Regions from separate parts of the Mus musculus genome. Here region 1 is linked to region 2. The links are chromatin contacts, called in public HiChIP or PLAC-seq maps. All regions are on one chromosome and are shown on one strand. Each heading gives the region's core, a stretch centred on a gene start, on an enhancer-like site or on the middle of the called end of the contact. The rest is flanking DNA. Distances are from core to core; before and after follow the strand shown.

Region 1 (2,700 bases), core at 152-2,651, 410 kb after region 2:
TAGTGTACTAATCATGAAGCAGAAATCAGACAATGACAATGACAATGATCATTTGTAAGAAAAGCTGTTTGGGCAAACTGGGACACACCACAGCTTCCACACCGATTTGTTGTTTGTTTTAATTTTTGGGGACATTGCAAAGGCAGAGGGCACATATGGAGAAATGGGGAGATACACAGGATTGGGGTGTGCTATGTGAAAGTTACAATGAATCAGTAAAAGTAGTCTGGTTGAGCCAGTAGGGTGGGTGTGTTTAATTTCTTGTTGATGAAGATTATTAATATGTCATACAGGGCAATTGCCACCTCACTGCATGCAGTTCAAACACTTTCTACTTCTCAGTGCTGTTTAAATCTTAATATCTGACATGTTTGTTTTAGTAGAAATTGTTTTTCTAGTGTCTGCTGTTGTTTTTTTAAAAATAAATTAAGCCATATCCACCTGTTTGCTGTGTGGTGGGTGTAGGGAGGAAGGTGTGCCTTGATATAGTGTTTCTCTCTATCATGAGGATCTGAGGCATGGAACTTAGGGCAGCAGGCTTTGGACAGCACCTTCATCCTGTGACATCTTGCTCTTCTTCTGTGGCTATTTTGGTATAGTTTCCTTTCTCTGGTTTCCTAGTGTTCACTGCCACAATGTAGGTAGGATGCTTGGCTACCTTTTCTTTTTTCCTGTATGCTGATAGTGAGTAGTATTCATTAGGATGGGCTCTTTGTGTTGTCACATTTATTTGTTTAAGGTGACAATTGTGGGAAAGAAGGAGTCCTTATATAAAGTCAAAATTTGTGCTAAAGAACAGCTGTATTTGAAAGATAAGTTGATATGTTAAAAAGTTTATTTTTGGAGCCCAGGTAGTGGTAGCTGGCATGGAATTGGACTGTGACTTACACCAGGATGCACCGAAACTCAGACTTACCCACTTCTGGTCCCCGAGGGCTGGGTCATTATGTAAAGATTTCTTTTTATTTTTAACTAAGTGCACGTGCGTATGTCAGAGAGAGGTACGTGCAGGATACAGAAGAGGATTTGTGGATTCTCATGGAGCTGGAGTTACAGGTTTTGAACTGTTTGGCATGGTGCTAGAAACAGAACTCTGCTCTTGCCAGAGCTCTTACTCACTGAGTCGGAGCAGTCTTTCCATGAGACAGGAACTTACCATTTGGCCTAGGCTGTCTTTCAAGTCACGGAGATCTACATGCCTCTTCCTGTCCAGTGATGGGATTTAAAGGTGTGCACCATCACTCCTAGCCCCTTTTTACTAATAAGACTATTAAAAATACTGGCATAGTGATATTACAGAAGTCTGGCTTGCCTAGCTAGCAGTCTTGAGATGCCCGAGAACCGTATTGGGTCATACCCAATGAGGTAGCAAGTAGTCAGCTCTGAACTTAGGCAGCGACCATGACGCACCCACTGATGGTCGCTTTTTTTCCCTTTTCCTTTTAAAGAGTGAAATAAAAGAGACTGTTCTCAAGAGGAAGTGTGTTTTCTGCCCACGCTTTCCTTCCTGTCCCTGTGATGTTAGGGAAAATGTTAATTTGGTGGTTTTGTATAATTTTCTTGTCAGTGGAAAAGTGAAACATTGGTGCAGAGAAGTAGCAGCTCCCCCACTCCAGCCTCTGTCTTCTCCTTTGCTGGGTGGACCTATTTACACGAAGGTTCCTTTCCCCCATGCAGTCTTTCCTGCTCCTGCACATTTGGCCTGGAAAATTTGCAAGCTGTTCTCACATATACTTGAAATTTTACTTTGCAGTAGCATAGTAAGGTGAGTGTAGGGAGTCTCAGCATTTGCATAAGGGAATGGTGTAGTCCAGTGGGTTTCACCTGTGCCATGACCAACAAAGACAACCTTTGTTTCTAAAAATACTTATATTATATATGTTTCATAGAGTAGCAAAATTTCACTTATGAAATAGCAAGGAAGATGATTTTATGGTTGGTCACCACAACCTGAGTAGCTGTATGAAAGGGTCACAGCATTAGGAAGGTGGAGAACTGCTGCAGTAGATAGTAATTAGTTTGGTCTTTTGTTTAAGGACCTGCCACTTGCTACACTTGGTTGACCAGGTTTCCCCAGAAAAGGTCTTATGCTGTACAATAGAAATTATTGATATGCCTGTCAGTTTTTGTTTTGTTTTTTTTTTTAAATTTATGAGTACACTGTTTTCAGATACACCAGAAGAGGGCATCTTATCCCATTACAGATGGTTGTGAACCACCATGTGATTGCTGGGAATTGAACCCAGGGCCTCTGGAATAGCAGTCAGTGCTTTTAACCGCCAAGCCGTCTCTCCAGTCCCCTTTATTCATTTAAACTTTTTTTTCCTTCAAAGATTGATATATATATATATATATATATATATATATATATATATATTAATTATGTGAACTGTTTTCAGACACACCAGAAGCCAATTATTTTATTACTACTTGCTTAGTCTTTTCGTTTGTATGCAATGTTTTCTCATCTTAAACTTCTGACCTCCTAAACCCCTCCACTTTCCTATCCCCGACCTCCCCTTGCTGCACCCACCATTTCACTGGCCTTTCACTTTGGCTACTGGAGGTCTAAACTGAGGTCTTCATTCTTGCTCAGAAAAGCACTTTTTGCTCTGAGCCCTCTAGCCTCAGTCCCCAGACTTTAGTAAATGGAAAGGAATAAATAATAGAGGAAAGTGGTAGGATTGTATGAGCGGGATC
Region 2 (2,700 bases), core at 122-2,621:
ATTTACAAGTGTTTAGAGCCAATTTGTTTTGTTTACTTTGTCTTGGGAGACAAAGCAGATATCATTACATAAGATGTAAAATGGGTCTTGCTGGGCAGGAAGGTCTCAGATCTGTACTACTTCCTAGAGAGGGTAGACTGTAATTGAGTCCTGCTCCCAGCACCCACGCTGGAAGGCTCACAACCATCTGTAACTCTAGCTGCCCAGGATCTGAAACCTCTGGCCTCTGTGGGGATTTGGTCTCATGTGCACATATACACACATCTTCATATAGTTAAAAATAATATAAGCAAACCTTTTGAATGTGTGCTTTTGGATACGCAAGATGCTTCAGAGAACCAAGTTGCTAGTTGGCATAAGGAAAAACTGAGTTTGCTTCTCAGAACCCACATGCTGCAAGGAGAGAATGGACTCCCATGAGCTGCTCTCTGACCTCCACACATGTGCCATGGCATGGACATACATACATACAGACAGACAGACACACACACAGAGACACACAGACACACACACACAAAACATTTTAAATGTACTATTCCACCCAAAGCTATTGCATAAATCTTATGACTTGGAAAAGAAAATAAACCCTGAAGACATGACTGATGAACACTACAAACATTTTAGAAAATTATTAGACGGAACCAGCTTGGGGATTCCTGCCTTACTTCTCCTGGGGAGATGAACAAATGCCTATTGAGGCAGAGCAAAGTAAGGGGTCCCTCCATCTCCACCTTGGTGAACTGATACACTTATGGGGTTACTTACAGAAACACGGGTGAAGAATTGCTGACGGAGCTTGGGTAACCCCCAAAACAGCTGCATCACCACAAAGTCCCATCCCACCATGCACAGCAACCTCATGGAAGCTCCATTATAGAGTTCTTCTCAGTTAAGCTTCCACTTCCTGTTCACTCCAGTGTCGCCCACCGTTCTTTAGAGCTGACGGGAGCAGGTGGGAGTACTGGCTAGGATCCCAGGTCTTATGTCCTGCCCTTCTTTTCCCTGGGGAGTGTCAACAGCTCCGTAATTGTTACTACAGATCTAGCTGGCACTGTATTAGTCTGCTTCCTTCATGGCCTTAACTACTGGCTAAAGTTATCTCGACTCCATGATGATCAGGAGTATACCAGGAAGGAAAAAAAAAAAACAAAAACAAAAAACAGTAGACACTTGTATAGTTTCATACAATTAGCAATTGACCTTCAAAGTGCCCAATGTCCATGACAGGCCATTGAAAGTTGTTTAAGAGCAAACCAACACTGGGATAGTAAGAAGCCATGACACAATTGGCCATCTGTGTAACACTAGAGAGTGGGCTAAGCATTTTCACATCTATCATGCAATGCTTCCCCTATTGTATCCACATTTATCACATAAGCACGGCCATGAACTTCCTATCCTCATTTCATAGATTAGTCACCATAACCAAGATGGCCATTAGTCATGTAACCAAGATGGCCACAGGAGATTCATATCCTTCTCTTCTGAAGAAAAAACTAAATCTCCACCACTATACCCAAACACATCTCAACAGTGTCTGCCCCTTTTTACACGGTGTATTGAAGAATCTAAGTTCAGGGCCAGCCAATTGGCTCAGTGGGTTAAAGTGCTCCACAGACCCTGAGAACCTGAGTTCTAGCTCTGGATTACATGTAAATGTGGAAAAAGAGAACTGACTCAGAAAAGTTGCCCTCTGACCTCTGCCTGTACCATGGCGTCTGTCCCTTGACCTCAAATAATAATTTTTTTAAAATTTAAAGAATCATGAAAATTTTAAAGTATCATATTTCTGGAAGTGTTCATAAACTAACTTTTAATGGGCAAAGAAAGCATCATCATGAAGCTCAAAAGACTGGTAGTTCTCCTTGGGACTGCACCATGCTGTGTCCTGCCCATGATATGCTCAGTAGAGGCTGGAGAGGTGGCTCAATGGTTATAAACACCTGTTGCTCTTAAAATGGACCAAAGTTTGGTTCCCAGCACCTAAGTCAGGCAGCTCACAGCAAAGGCATCTGTGTCCTCAGCTTCAGGGGATCCTATGCCACTGATGTTCTCAGGCACCTACACACATGTGCACACACACACACACACAGACACACACATTATTAAAAACAACATAAAACAAATCTTTCAAAGCTTAGTGATATACTCAGCAACCATCCATATTTACTCAACGTAGTTCTCTGGGGTGAAAACTCTCCTACACTCCACCTCTGTATTTCAGGAGAGTCCATTATCTAACTACATCTGTCTCCAATATGCCTCTAAGGGAAGTGACATCAAGTTCTGAGTCTATAGCTGCTATAGGTGGCTGTAAGGTCGCAAGTGGTTTTCTTAGAGTGTGCAGGAGTCATTTTTTACCAAGAAACCTATCACCTTGTAGACCACCAAGAAATACCACTTAGGGCTTCCCTGTGTAAGCCCAGCAAGGGAAGGCGTTGGCCTTGAAAGAGCAAAGACGGAGATGTTTCGTCAGCAGCTGGCAGTTAATTGTGTCCCCAGTCAGGACTGTAAGCTTTGGTTACCTTTGTATTTTCCCAACTTGTAGGTTCCTACCTGGCAAGGAATCATTAGAAGAGTGTCTGATAGAAGAGGAGGGGGGGGGGAGGAGGGAGAAGAGGGGAATGAGCAGGAGGAGGGAGAGGAAGGAGAGGAGGGAGACTGGAGAGAAGGAACTGAAGAAAGGAGCAGGTTGGACTT

The links. HiChIP or PLAC-seq counts read pairs in DNA pulled down with a chosen protein or histone mark.
Region 1: a BATF HiChIP or PLAC-seq map of CD8 T cells shows a contact between it and region 2, with 7 read pairs. The contact joins two enhancer-like sites. A contact is called at or near these places in 1 of 115 datasets of contacts at active chromatin or transcription factors (CD8 T cells) and 1 of 9 other capture datasets (embryonic stem cells).

The regions. Positions count from the first base shown.
Region 1 is chr13:44,798,785-44,801,484 of GRCm38.p6, forward strand. The region is part of intron 1 of Jarid2 (jumonji, AT rich interactive domain 2); the gene reads left to right. Among named protein-coding and RNA genes, the nearest start is that of Jarid2, 69 kb to the left of the region's middle. Within about 2 kb of position 1,402, at least 94 of the 459 cell types and tissues checked have an H3K27ac peak or open chromatin away from gene starts, as enhancers often do. A contact at or near this core is called in CD8 T cells, where this site is marked.
Region 2 is chr13:44,391,235-44,393,934 of GRCm38.p6, forward strand. All of the region lies in intron 2 of Gm33958 (a long non-coding RNA gene), which reads right to left. Among named protein-coding and RNA genes, the nearest start is that of Gm33958, 7.6 kb to the right of the region's middle. Within about 2 kb of position 1,372, at least 5 of the 459 cell types and tissues checked have an H3K27ac peak or open chromatin away from gene starts, as enhancers often do. A contact at or near this core is called in CD8 T cells, where this site is marked.